2 separate regions of the Zea mays genome follow, and region 1 is linked to region 2. A link is a contact called in public Hi-C data. All regions are on one chromosome and are shown on one strand. Each heading gives the region's core, a stretch centred on a gene start, on an enhancer-like site or on the middle of the called end of the contact. The rest is flanking DNA. Distances are from core to core; before and after follow the strand shown. Region 1 holds the start of LOC103643137 (protein HVA22). Region 2 holds the start of LOC103643134 (nitrate reductase [NADH]-like).

The links. A called contact is a pair of places that touch in the nucleus more often than the background predicts.
Region 1: a Hi-C map of leaf shows a contact between it and region 2, with 3 times the contacts expected there. The contact joins the promoter of LOC103643137 here to the promoter of LOC103643134 in region 2. A contact is called at or near these places in 2 of 25 Hi-C or Micro-C datasets (endosperm and leaf).

What each region holds. Positions count from the first base shown.
Region 1 is chr1:203,290,459-203,297,225 of Zm-B73-REFERENCE-NAM-5.0, reverse strand. LOC103643137 (protein HVA22) reads left to right here and starts at 3,999. Exons shown (of 4, transcript NM_001364651.1): 1 at 3,999-4,174; 2 at 4,309-4,335; 3 at 4,467-4,785; 4 at 4,903-5,192. The coding sequence starts at 4,128. The coding sequence ends at 4,932.
Region 2 is chr1:203,090,691-203,097,531 of Zm-B73-REFERENCE-NAM-5.0, reverse strand. LOC103643134 (nitrate reductase [NADH]-like) reads left to right here and starts at 3,324. Exons shown (of 4, transcript XM_008666285.2): 1 at 3,324-4,448; 2 at 4,541-4,681; 3 at 6,236-6,468; 4 at 6,584-6,841. The coding sequence starts at 3,443.

The sequences.
Region 1 (6,767 bases), core at 2,750-5,249, 200 kb before region 2:
GCGGGGAAGACGTCATCGATTCCGCCGCCGGAGGGCGGGCTGTCGGCCGCCATTGTCGTTGTCGCGCGGCGGTGAAAGGAGTATCATGTCGTAGCTGCCGTCGAAGGACATGAACTCAAGGCTCCCGAAACAGAGCACCGTCCCGGGTTGAAGAGGTTGCTGGAGACTACCCATCTGGAGCTTGACGGGAAGCTGTTCGTCAACACGCAGCAGGCCCCTACCTGGCGCGCCAACTGTCGGCGTTTCGAGACCGGGGGTCCCTCAGGCCGACGAGTGAGTGCCGCGTGCCCCAGCCCAGATGGGTCGAGCGCGTGGGCGAGCACAAAGGGGGGAGAGAGCGAGGCGGCCGGAGTCCGGCGTGAGAGAGGTGGGAATCCCGCGGCCTTCGTGTTCGTCCCGCGCCCAGGTCGGGTGCGCTTGCAGTAGGGGGTTACAAGCGTCCACGCGGGAGAGGGAAGCGAGCGGTCCCAAGAGAGCGCCTGTCCCGTCCTCGTCCCCGCGCGGCCAACCTTCTCTAGGAGGGCCCTGGTCCTTCCTTTTATAGGCGTAAGGAGAGGATCCAGGTGTACAATGGGGGTGTAGCAGAGTGCTACGTGTCTAGCGGGGGAGAGCTGACGCCCTAAGTACATGTCAATGTGGCAGCCGGAGAGATCTTGGCACCCTGCTGGTGTGATGTCGTGGCCGTCGGAGGAGCAACGGTGCCTGGCGGAGGGACAGCTGTTGGAGCGGTCGAGTCCTTGCTGACGTCCACCTGCTTCCGTAAGAGAGCTGGGAGCCGCCGTCGTCACAGAGCGTGCGGGGCGCCATCATTGCCTATCTGGCGGAGCTGGCCAGATGGGACACCGGTCTTGTTCCCTGTGGCCCGAGTCAGCTCGGGGTAGGGTGATGATGGCGCTTCCCGTTGACGTGGCTGGCCTGCGCCCTAGGCTGGGCGATGTGGAGGCTCCTCCGAAGCCGAGGTCGAGTCTGTCTTCCATGACCGAGGCTGAGTCCGAGCCCCTGGGTCGGGCGAGGCGGAGGTCGTCGGCAGAGGCCAGGGCGGAGTCCGAGCCCTGGGGTCGGGCGGAGCGAAGTTCGTCGTCTTCTGGGGCTGAGCCCGAGTCCGAGCCCTGGGTCGGGCGGAGCAGAGTTCGCCGTCTTCCGGGTCTTAGCCCGAGTCCGAGCCCTGGGTCGGGCGGAGCGGAGTTCGCCGTCTTCCGGGTCTTAGCCCGAGTCCGAGCCCTGGGTCGGGCGGAGCGGAGTTCGCCGTCTTTCGGGTCTTAGCCCGAGTCCGAGCCCTGGGTCGGGCGGAGCGGAGCTTCCTATGGTGCCTTTGGCAGGGCCTGACTGCCTGTCAGTCTCACTCTGTCGAGTGGCACTGTAGTCGGAGTGGCGCAGGCGGCGCTGTCCTTCTGTCAGACCGGTCAGTGGAGCGGCGAAGTGACGGCGGTCACTTCGGCTCTGCCGGAGGGCGCGCGTCAGGATAAAGATGTCAGGCCATCTTTGCATTAAATGCTCCTGCGATTCGGTCGGTCGATGCGACGATTTAGTCAGGGTTGCTTCTTAGCGAAGGCAGGGCCTCGGGCGAGCCGGAGATGTGTCTGCCGTTGGAGGGGGCCCTCGGGCGAGACGGAAACCCTCTGGGGTCGGCTGCCCTTGTCCGAGGCTAGGCTCGGGCGAGGCGTGATCGAGTCGCTCGAATGGACTGATCCCTGACTTAATCGCACCCATCAGGCCTTTGCAGCTTTATGCTGATGGGGGTTAGCAGCTGAGAATTAGGAGTGTTGAGGGTACCCCTAATTGTGGTCCTCGATAAGTATATCAAATCAATATAAATTGAACAAGCAAGATTTCATAATACAAGAGGTATCTAATTTGGAGTTTAAATTGCTAGCTATTTTATAATAAACTATGTATTAAGTTTGTAGTATAATTTTAACATCTAAATGTACGGATTAAGATTAAGAGAAGTTGGTACGCAGAAAACGGGGATATTTTATGGTTCTCCATTCTCATGGCCACGAACCCTTTGGAAACTAAATTTTCCTCGTTTCGAACCTCATAGGACCTAAATTATCCATACTCTTTATGACTAGTTTGAAAACTTAAATCAGAATTTCCGGTATTTGAATGGGAAAATAAGCTAATTTTCCACTTAGGGCTAGTTTGAAAACCATATTTTTCTAACGGGACGTTTGGATCCCTTCATTTTAAAGGAATTGGAATTCACTCAATAAAATAACTTATTTAGTTTAGAATTTGACATTACACCACTTTCTAAAGTTCAGATATAAGCCTATCTCAAATTCATGGGGTGGAGGGTGAGAAATGATTTTATGCATTACTAGAATTAGTTTCTAATCTATAACTTACATGACACTCTTCGTCTCACTCCCCTATAGTAAAAATGTAGCACATAAATATCTCCGACATCTTGCTAATAATAATATACAAATATATTTTGCATAAAACCGAATTAGCTTAATTGATATATGCCTAAATTACTATTAGGGCCCGTTTGTTTCGTTGGAATTGAATTCCATTTTAATAATTATAATTTAGACAAAACTAATTAAGTTTATATATTTATATATGTAATATATTTGTATATTATTCTAAATCATATGAGAGAGATAGTTATATACTACATTTATGTTATAGAGGCGCAAGTAGAAGAATGTGTTATAAGTTGTACATCGGAAAAATAGCATGTAAATCTATAGAATCAATTTTCATCTTTCACCCCATGAATTTGAGGTATGCTTATATGATAACTTTAGAAAGTGGTGGAATGTCATATTCTAAAAAAAATAGCCTATTTCATTAGTAAGATTCCAATTCCTCGAAATGAAAGAAAACAAACGGGGCCTTATTAGAATGGAATTCAATTCCAATGATCCAAATGGGGCGTAAGGGATTTCCACTTTCCTAAGAAAAATTAGCTCATTTTCCCTTGGTGTTTAATAATTATGTTTTGTTAAAAGGTCAGCTTCCCGAGAATGCGTTGTGTAAAAGCCCAGTATAAGGGTCTGTTTGGTTGGGCTGTGGCTGTGAAAAAAGTTGCTGTGGGCTGTGAGCTGTGGAAAAAGCTGCTGTAGACTGTAAGCTGTTAAAAAGCTAAAAACCGTTTGGTGGAAACCACTAAAAGTCGTTAAAAAATCTTCGATATATGTTTTCACAGTTCCATCCGAAAAGCCACTAAAAGCAGGTCCAGAGGTGCTTTCAGATTTGCACTACGAGAAAGTCGGTTTTTAGAAAAAGCTGCTTCCTGGATCCAGCCCTTTGGTTGGCTTTTGGCTTTTAGGGGCACAAAAGCCAAAGCCAAAAGTCAAACCAAACACACCCTAAGTCGCGTGAGTGGGCCATTTATCTATTCCCTATGCAAATCTCCTGAAAAATTACAACATTAGCTCGTTAAAAAGTAAAATAATTTTAAAAAATTAGAGACTAATTATTTGATAACTTTATAGTTCATCACATTTTCATTGAAAATGTTTTATTTTTTTTGCCGAACTGATCTACACAATATTTGAATCTACACTTTTGGCTTGGGCTCGGAGAAAAATAGTGCGTGCCCAGCCCTTTGCTCTTTCCCCGATAACAACGCGGTATGTGGCCTAACGCCCAAATCCGGCCCATTTATTCCGGTGCGTAGATGCAGACGCGGGAGCAGGTGCCAAGTCACTGGCTCACTGCTGCAGGTGGAGTGGTGGACACTAGTGCCGCGGTTCATCTGACACGTGTCGCCACGTGCCGCCATGGCAGCACCTCAGCCCGGCCGGCGGGCCGACTGACGTCTTGGGCAAAGCGGCGAGCGACGCAGGCGGCGAAAGCCATCCGATTTGACCCCTCGCTAGACCTTTCAAGAACGAACGCTGTGCTGCTCAGATCAGACCGTGTCTGCCTCAAAGCGATGCCAGGACGCCACGTCCAAGCAAAGCACCCGATGCCATTGCCACCTCCCAGCACTCACGCGTGAGCGTGACTATAAAAAACGCACCCTCTGCATCCGCCCCCGTCTGCCTGCCCTACCGAATCTTTCGCCGTCCCATCAGCCCAGCAATTCTTCGCTGTTCGAGGACCCCTCGGTTTCGACCGAAGCCCAGCAAGCCGACCACACACCGCTGCCGTTGGTTCCGTCCCAAGAGATGGGCAAGTCCTGGTCGCTCATCAGCCACCTCCACACCGTCGCCGGGTAGTTTCGCTGCTCCCTCGCAGTTCGTTTTCCGATTCCTCCTCGTCCATCTATTGGGCTCGCTCGACGCTGGTTGCCTGACGTGTGCGTTTGCTGCTTCTTTGTCTTGTCTGTCCCTCCCTCCCGTTTCGCAGGCCAAGCATCACCCTGCTGTACCCTCTGTAAGTTCCTTCATCACCCTAATAATAGCAGGGACCAGTTTTACCAGTGCAGCAGTGACCGACCACGGTCCACGGCATACGTGAGCTGAGAGCATCGTGCTGGGACATGCGTGCCGTTGGTGGTGCTGCAGGTACGCGTCGGTGTGCGCGATGGAGAGCCCGTCCAAGGCGGACGACGAGCAGTGGCTGTCATACTGGATCATACACTCCTTCGTCACCCTCCTGGAGATGCTCGCCGAGCCGCTCCTCCACTGGGTACCCGTGTGGTACCCGGCCAAGGTGCTGTTCGCGGCGTGGCTGGCGCTGCCGCAGTTCAAGGGCGCCTCCTTCGTCTACGAGAAGCTCGTCAGGGAACAGCTCCGGAACTACCGCGCCAGATACCCGCGCAAGGGCGCCGCCGCCGCCGCCGTCGGCGGCGACGACGACGACCATAAGGTGCACATAGCCAAGGTAGGTAAGGATCGGACTAGATGAAGCCGTCGCGTTTTGTCGTTCTAGCGTATATGTGCTGTAGCTGTTAACCCACCTGTTTCTTCCTGTCGGGCTGGGAAACAAAACAAATGCTAGGCTGAGGCTGAGCACGACCATGTGCAGTGAAAGCGTGTGGAGACGACGCAGGAGCTGACCGGAGATCATCACAGGAACTTCTGTAGATCTGGTGTTCCAAGGTGTTCATTCGATGTATCATCCTACGTATCTCTGTAACTCTTGTGGACTGCCGGTGTCGCGTAATGTATCTGAACTCTTCGTGAGTGCGATGGAACCCCCCTCCCCTTGCAGCACGAGATGCTTCTGTAAGAACGATAACATGTAGACAAGCCAAGCGCCTCAGCTCCTTAAGTGAAATTCTCTACTACTACTACTACTATAATGCACCAGCTTTGTGCACGGATGAATTCATGCATCGTGCCCATCCCCACCCAAGGACTAGATTCAAGTCAACTACATGCTATGCATTACAACAAGCATCTGTTGCTTGCACAAATGGATAAATGGCATAAAGGGAATAAAAATTGGGCTAGATAAATGGCATAAAGGGAATAAAAATTGGGCTATTGCTATGGTGCAGAAACAAGACAGTACTGCAATTTGTCTAGATTTAGTGCCTAAAAATATCGAAGCTGTGGTCATAGACTAATTCTCTTCCCCCTTCGAGATACTATGATCACACCATGTCCCTATTGCCTGATATAGTCTAGTGAAGTCCAAACCATATATACTCACCTTCTCAAAAGGAGCCATATATATATACTCACCTTCTCAAAAGGATACGAGATATGTAGGACACGATGAGATCGAAAAACAAGTTCAGTCCATGTTTGATAATGGCATTATTTCAGTAAGTTGTCAAAAAGTGTTAGTTCATTTGCTACCCTAGTCGTATTAGGTGAAAGAAAAAGGATGGCACATGAAGATTTTGCATAGACTACATGAAATTGAATGATGTAACAGTATGGAACAAATTTCATATGCTAGTTATTGATGAATTTAATTCTTGGATGAACTGGTCGGTGCTAAGTTTTTTTTAGTATGGAATAAATTTCATATGCTAGTTATTGATGAATTCTTGGATGAACTGGCCGGTGCTAAGTTCTTTTCTAAACTGGATATGGCATTAGGATTACCCTGATTTCACCAAATCAGGATGTCAATCATCAGAATTTTACCAAAATCAGTATGTCAGTGGATGAGTATAAGATAGCCTTTAAAACCCATCGTGGCTAGACCCGTCATGGCCACTTTTCAATTTCGAGTAATGCCTTTTGAGTTGACCAATGCGCCAGCTACTTTTGATGTCTCATAATTTTTTTTGCCAAGCAAATGAGGAGGTTTGTGCTAATATTTATCGATGTCATTCTTTTTTTGCCAAGCAAATGAGGAGGTTTGTGCTAATATTCATGGATGTCATTCTTGTGTACAACCTTACACTGGGCACTGAATGTCTCCTTTTCAGTCACTAGTCACTCTCTTGGTCCTAGAGGAGATAGTAACATAAAGGAGAGTGAATAAGCAAAATCTAAAATTTATAAATTTGAACACAAACTTTATCTATGTTGTGTTAGAATGAGTACAGAATGAAGTCACTCTCTTGGTCCTAGAGGAGATAGTAACATAAAGGAGAGTGAATAGGCAAAATTTAAAATTTATAAATTTGAACACAAACTTTATCTATGTTGTGTTAGAATGAGTACAGAATGAATCGAAGTGTTGTGTTAGAATGAGTACAGAATGAATCGGAGTGTGGAAGAGTAGTTCTTTTTGCTAAGAGTTGCTCAACTTAAAACTAGAGATTAGAGAAAGAATCAAATCGCAATTAACATTTTAAGCATAAAGAACAACAATTTATTTTCCAAGTTTAGGTAAATTGTCCGATTTTAGGTTCTAAAGAACCTGAGGATAACGTAGAATGAGTCTCTTTCAACCCCTTTTCT
Region 2 (6,841 bases), core at 2,075-4,574:
CCCATCCTCGCCGAATCCAAAAAACCCACTGCCCGTCCCGAACCTATCCCGCGTTGTCATCCTTATGAATAACAGGGCCAGAGATTAGTAGGACAAAGGAGATAACAACTTAGGCACAGCAAGGCTCACCTATACAAGAAGATTCAAGAGCCGAGTATTCTCTTCCTGACCCTATAACTCGACCAAATAAGCCTCGGGGGCTACTGTTAAAGATATATATTAGAGATATCCAACGTGAAAGGCCATAACAGGTGGGTTTATGGGCTCAATCGAGTGTCTAGTAACTCGGCACACACAATCAGAGTAAGATCTCATCCGCAAGGAAGCTCTAGAAAGATAAATATTCTAGAGATCCTACGAGATTAGGAGATAATAATATTGATATCCATGTACATATGACAACACCCGGTTGTTGATAAGAGTGAAAACATACACAGATAGAGATTAGGTACCCAATAAAAAGGGTGGAATCAGCTAGGTTTGGTTATTATTCATATCTTGTAACCGGGCTAGATCCATATTTTGTAAATGACGCCCCTACTTGAACTACAAAAGGAGGACCTAAACGCCCTAAGACAACGGATCATCTAATCACATTGCATAGCCAATAGATACCACCACAAACATGACGTAGGATGTTATCTCACACTGAGAGCTCGAACTTGTGTAAATCTTCGAGTCTCCTGCGCCTTTACTTTTAGTTCTCGGTCTCGTGAAACCCCATAAATTCACTACCGAACAATCCTCGGCAATGTCGATTACAGATTTCACGAGAATGACTAACTATTCTGGCGGTCGCACTGTCTTTCTATTTATAGTGGTCAAGTTCATATACAATTAGAAATTGTTTTGATTATCCGGGGGCCTTCTATTTATGGTGATCAAGTTCATATACAATTTCTATTTTTAGTGGTCGTGGTCCTTCAAACCATGTCAATCCCTTTCTCCTGATATAACAATAAGAAATTGTTTTGGTTATCCAGGACCTTCGGGCAGAAAACTTCTCTCCAACATAGATCATGCAACGAAATTCAGAATTGGACAACTTAAACTAATTCACAACAGTTCAATTAGCAAGTCGAAGTACTGGGTTCACAGCATGCCAAAGTGAAGATCAGCTGCAATCGAACTTTGTTGTCCAAAAATAAATATCTCTATTCACATTTTTCCGAAAACAAATGCAGGAACGGAAAGGTTGTGCAGGATGTAGGTTGCAGGAATGATTCACTGCATCACAAAGCAGTTTCGCCAACGCATAGAACTGTCAAACATAAACTAGAATTTGCAAGTAGTACAATATAGTTGTATCCCTTCTAACAAGAGTGCCCAGGTTTGGCAAAAATCACATGATCTTCTAGGTAAAATGGAAATGCAACAATACCTAAGTACCATCAGTAAACTTTTCAATACAAGAACAAGAAAAGGACACAGAGGCTACAAGGACAACCGACAACAATTCAGTGCTTAAATGAGACCAAACCTTCCAGGCATTTCGTCAACAGCTGCTGGACCTCCCGAATTATCGTCCAATGGTACAAAGTGAAATACAGGATTAAAAATTTGCACGGATGATCATTCCAGATTAGCAATTAAAAAGTTAGAAATCGTATCATGTAAACGAACAAATATATACTTTGCCAGCAGACTTGCTCGCTTATGTCTTCCTGATGCAGTGATGCTCGCTCGGCTGATGCCCGCTCGCCTGCTCCAGCGTTCGCCGCGCTCCCAGCGAGGCCAAGGCAGTAGCGCCGGCGACGAGGGGGCCGGGCCACGCCCCGGTAGGAACGCGCGAATTCTGTCGGTGGAGCGAGCGAGAAAGGAGATGAGCAAACAGAGACGATAAGTGAGTACTTTGCAGAGGTACGAAACCGCTTCGAAGCTTTCTTTGAACAGCTCTAAAAACAGCGAACATGGCCTATAGATCTACTATTAAGGTGAATCTAATACGGTGTTTGGTTTCTGCGGACTAATATTTAGTTCCTACATTTTATTCTATTTTAATATTTAAATTATTAAATATGAAAATTAACTCTATTTTTGTTTCTGTATTTAATAATTTAGAGACTAAAATAAAATAAAATAAAATAAAGAGACTAAAAATTAGTCTCTAGAAACTAAACACTCTCTAAATTTAAATTTAGTGAACTCGGAGTGTTTGACCTACTCTTTATAGAGATAGAAAATCATTTTTTTGTATGAATTAAGAGCTCGTGAAGCTCTGCCAAAAATCTCTTAAACACCCTGCTGCAGGATCAAAATTCAGAAACCAGACCAAATCGCATATAAATGGATGAACAATAACCTAGTTGTGACCATTATTGAAGTTATCACGGGTAATATGGGTGTAGATGGTACGGATAATTATTTGTCCGTATTCAAATTCGATTCGTCAAAAAGGTTCGATTCGTATTCGAGTCCGGGTGCTCAATATGTGATCTGTATCCAACTTTTATCTATATATGTATTCTCAAAGTTGGATGTACAAGATATTAATATCTATTTAAATTTTATCCGACACAACTTGATAATATATGTATTGGATTTGAACTGAAGAGAAAAAATATGAAAACAATTACGAAATAAGCAATATCCATCCGTATCGAATCCTATTACAAGAAACTCACGGATAATTTTATCGATAGATTTATTAGAACAAATCGCAAATGTAGACAAGCCAAATCTAAGGAATTACTTAACTAACGAACGAGGTGTGTGTCTTTTGTTCTTCTTGCCAAATGATATAGTCTAACTAATTATTAATTATTACCCAAATGGTAATTATATCGTTAGGGCATGTACAGTGGAGAGACACCAAAACGGTTCTCCAAGCACAGGAGACAACTAAGAGACTCTATTGTACAATGGAGTGTCTATAAACGTAGTCTATTAATAAATACAGAATTAAATGTATTTGTATAGCATCAGATCGATAGAACAGACAACAAATTCGTACAGTGGGAAGTGAGGCGTCTGTTGTTACTTGGTTTACGAGCCAGAGGCGTCTCTTCACGGAGAGACGGCTCTAAGATTTTTTTTTTGCAAATAACCACCTAAAACACCTTAAGAGCCCCCACATTAAACACCACTGTACATGCCCTTAGTTAGACCAAACAAGCTAGTTAGTAACCGCTAATAGTTAGCTAATTCATCTAAACAGAGCCTAAAATGAAAGTCAGTCAATAATCACAGAATCCCACCTTATTTTTGGTGGTCAGCTGGGTGTAGAAAAACTTGTGGCGCACACTGACTCTGAGGCGCCATGTCACGCTGGAGCACCTGCGCCCGTGTGTATATATTATGAGCCGCCGCCTGTCGTACTGCCTTGCACAGACAACAACACCAAGCCACTTCCAGCAGCCTTCCTTCCAGGCCAGCTACAACTGCTGGGCTCATCACCAGAAACCAGAACGCAGTCGGCAGGCAACACCTCTCCTGAACCGAAATGGCCGCTGTCGAGCCCCGGCAGTTCGGCCGTCTGGAGCCGGCGCGCGTCGGCGCGTACCCTCCCCCGCCGAGCCACATCCCGCGGCGCGCGGACTCGCCCGCGCGCGGCTGCGGTTTCCCTCCCCTCGTCTCCCCACCCCGCAGCACGTCGGACGATGCGTCGTCGTCGGACGACGAGCAGGATGACTGGCGCGAGCTGTACGGGTCGCAGCTGCAGCTGGAGGTGGAGCCGGCGGCGCAGGACCCGCGCGACGAGGGCACCGCGGACGCGTGGGTCGAGCGCAACCCGTGCCTGGTCCGGCTGACGGGGAAGCACCCGCTGAACTGCGAGCCGCCGCTGGCGCGGCTGATGCAGCACGGCTTCATCACCCCGGCGCCGCTGCACTACGTGCGCAACCACGGCGCCGTGCCGCGCGGGGACTGGGCGACGTGGGCCGTGGAGGTGACGGGCCTCGTGAGGCGGCCCGCGCGGCTCACCATGGACGAGCTGGCGCGGGACTTCCCCGCCGTGGAGATCCCCGTGACGCTGGCGTGCGCGGGCAACCGGCGCAAGGAGCAGAACATGGTGCGGCAGACGGCGGGCTTCGGCTGGGGCGCCGCCGGCGTGTCCACGTCCGTGTGGCGCGGCGCGCGCCTCCGCGACGTGCTCCGCCGCTGCGGCGTCGCGCCCCGTCACGGCGGCGCGCTCAACGTCTGCTTCGAGGGCGCCGAGGACCTCCCCGGCGGCGGCGGCGGCGGGTCCAAGTACGGCACCAGCGTCCCGCGCGAGTGGGCCCTGGACCCGTCGCGCGACATCATGCTCGCGTACATGCAGAACGGCGAGCCGCTGCTGCCCGACCACGGCTTCCCCGTGCGCGTCATCATCCCGGGCTGCATCGGCGGCCGCATGGTCAAGTGGCTGAAGCGCATCGTCGTCACCCCCGCCGAGTCCGACAACTACTACCATTACAAGGACAACCGCGTCCTGCCGTCGCACGTCGACGCCGAGCTCGCCAACGCTGAGGGTAACTAGTGTTTGTTTGTTTGTTTACTACGGATCGGAAGCAAAGCAAGCAAGCGAAACGGGATTTTGATCTTGCTGCTGCAAAATGAGCAGCGTGGTGGTACAAGCCGGAGTACATCATCAACGAGCTGAACATAAACTCGGTGATAACGACGCCGGGGCACGACGAGATCCTGCCCATCAACGGCATCACCACACAGCGCGGCTACACCATGAAAGGATACGCCTACTCCGGTAAGTATACATACGCGGTCGCTGACTTTTCCTAGCTACGTACTTTTGGCATACGACTTACTTACTTAGCTAGTACAAATTCAATATGGAACTTGGCGCCGTTTTCTCTTTTGTTTTCCCAAATTCATAGCGGCGCCTTGGCACGGCTTAATTACATTTAATTTCACCCAACAAATTGCTGTTACAAGATGTACTTCGTAACCTTGTATCCTGTTGATACTACTTGGGTCATATTCTTAATACGTCAAGGGGGGAAAAACGTAGGAGTCACGCATGACTAGTGCTGCCATGAAGCTAGGTACATGCCTGAAAGAAGGCATTTCCCAAAAACAAATTTTAAGTCTCACCACCGAATACAATACGCAGCGGACAGCAACGACTCAACTAATTAAGCAGTTTAAAAATAACCGATGATGGACAAGCAATTTAACAGCGCAACGAAGATCGTAAACATGGAGCTGCCAGGGACGTATGTTGACAGCATCAAACTTAAAAGGTATACATGGCTTAACAAGAAAGGCGTGCAGTTTCAATTCGGTGACGCTGAACTTTTGACCGCTGATGCATGGCATGGGGGGCACTGACTGAGGACACTAAAAAGCATTCTGCGAACAAGTAGTTGACCCTTTCATGCTAGAAGTCGTAGCTTGTCTACTTCACCAGCAGCAGTAGGGATGGCAACGGGGAATAGCTTCCCATCTCCGTTCCCGCAACGAAAAAACTTTCCCGCGGAGATCCCTATGAACGCTTGCGAGGAACATTTCTTTCCCATTCTCGTTCCCCGCGAGGATAAATCTCCAACGGGAATCCTCATCCCCGTTTAAATTTTAATTAAGACATATGTACTTTACTATTAATGTTAAATATTGTCACTTATACACATTGTCAGATATAACAAATCATTATGCATACATCAAAATAAACACATTTATACAATTAGTGGTCTCTTGATAAGGTAATTATTTATTTTTGTCGTTAACTAGTACACAAAACATAGTCACGTGCAAGTTTAACGGGTCCCCTCGGGAAACGGGGATGGGGAATGTTTCCCCGTCCCCATCCCCGTTTACCCGTCGAGGGATAAATTTTCCAAGTTTATATCCCCACGGGGGAAGTTTCTTCCCCATCTCCATCCTCTAATGGAGGAATTCCCCACGGGGAATCGGGGATCGGATCTCCATTGCCATATCTAAGCAGCAGCAGGCAGCAGCACAGATTCTCAACAGCAGTCCCACAGATTATAGAAGTCGAAGCTTGTGGGAACCGGGTGCTGGAGGAAAACCATGCACAAGTTGGTAGTAGTTTGCTACTACGCCCCATTACTTTTGCTTTTGCGACTGTCGGAGAGGTCGCCGCCGGATTACTTGTCGAATCTGGAAAGGAAGGAACAAGCCGTCACTAGTGTTGTTTTGTCGGGATAGCCGTGCGCTAGCTGTGGCCTGTGGGCCTGTGCCAACATTTAGGTTTCACCTGGTGCCGTCGACAGTAGAAGAGACGTACGGTGAAAGTGTCATGAACCTTACGGCTTTTTCTCGGTGTTTTGGTGCGGCGTAGGCGGCGGCAAGAAGGTGACGCGGGTAGAGGTGACGCTGGACGGCGGCGAGACATGGCTGGTGTGCGACCTCGCCCACCCGGAGAAGCCCAACAAGTACGGCAAGTACTGGTGCTGGTGCTTCTGGTCCGTCGAGGTGGAGGTCCTCGACCTCCTCGGCGCCAAGGAGATCGCCGTGCGCGCATGGGACCAGTCGCTCAACACCCAGCCCGAGAGGCTCATATGGAACCTCATGGTACATTGTGTACATACATATATATACTGACAAGTTTTCATCTGTTCCTGGTGGATTATTTATTCTGACGATGGCGCTCGAACAACTGTTTCGCTGTTTGGCACGCACGGCACAGGGGATGATGAACAACTGCTGGTTCAAGGTGAAGGTGAACGTGTGCCGTCCGCACAGGGGCGAGATCGGGCTGGTGTTCGAGCACCCGACGCAGCCGGGCAACCAGGCCGGCGGCTGGATGGCGCGGCAGAAGCACCTGGAGAAGACGGCGGAGGCGGCCGCGCCGGGGCTGAAGCGCAGCACGTCCACGCCCTTCATGAGCACCACCGACGGCGGCCACCAGCAGCTCACCATGTCCGAGGTGAGCAGGCACGCGTCG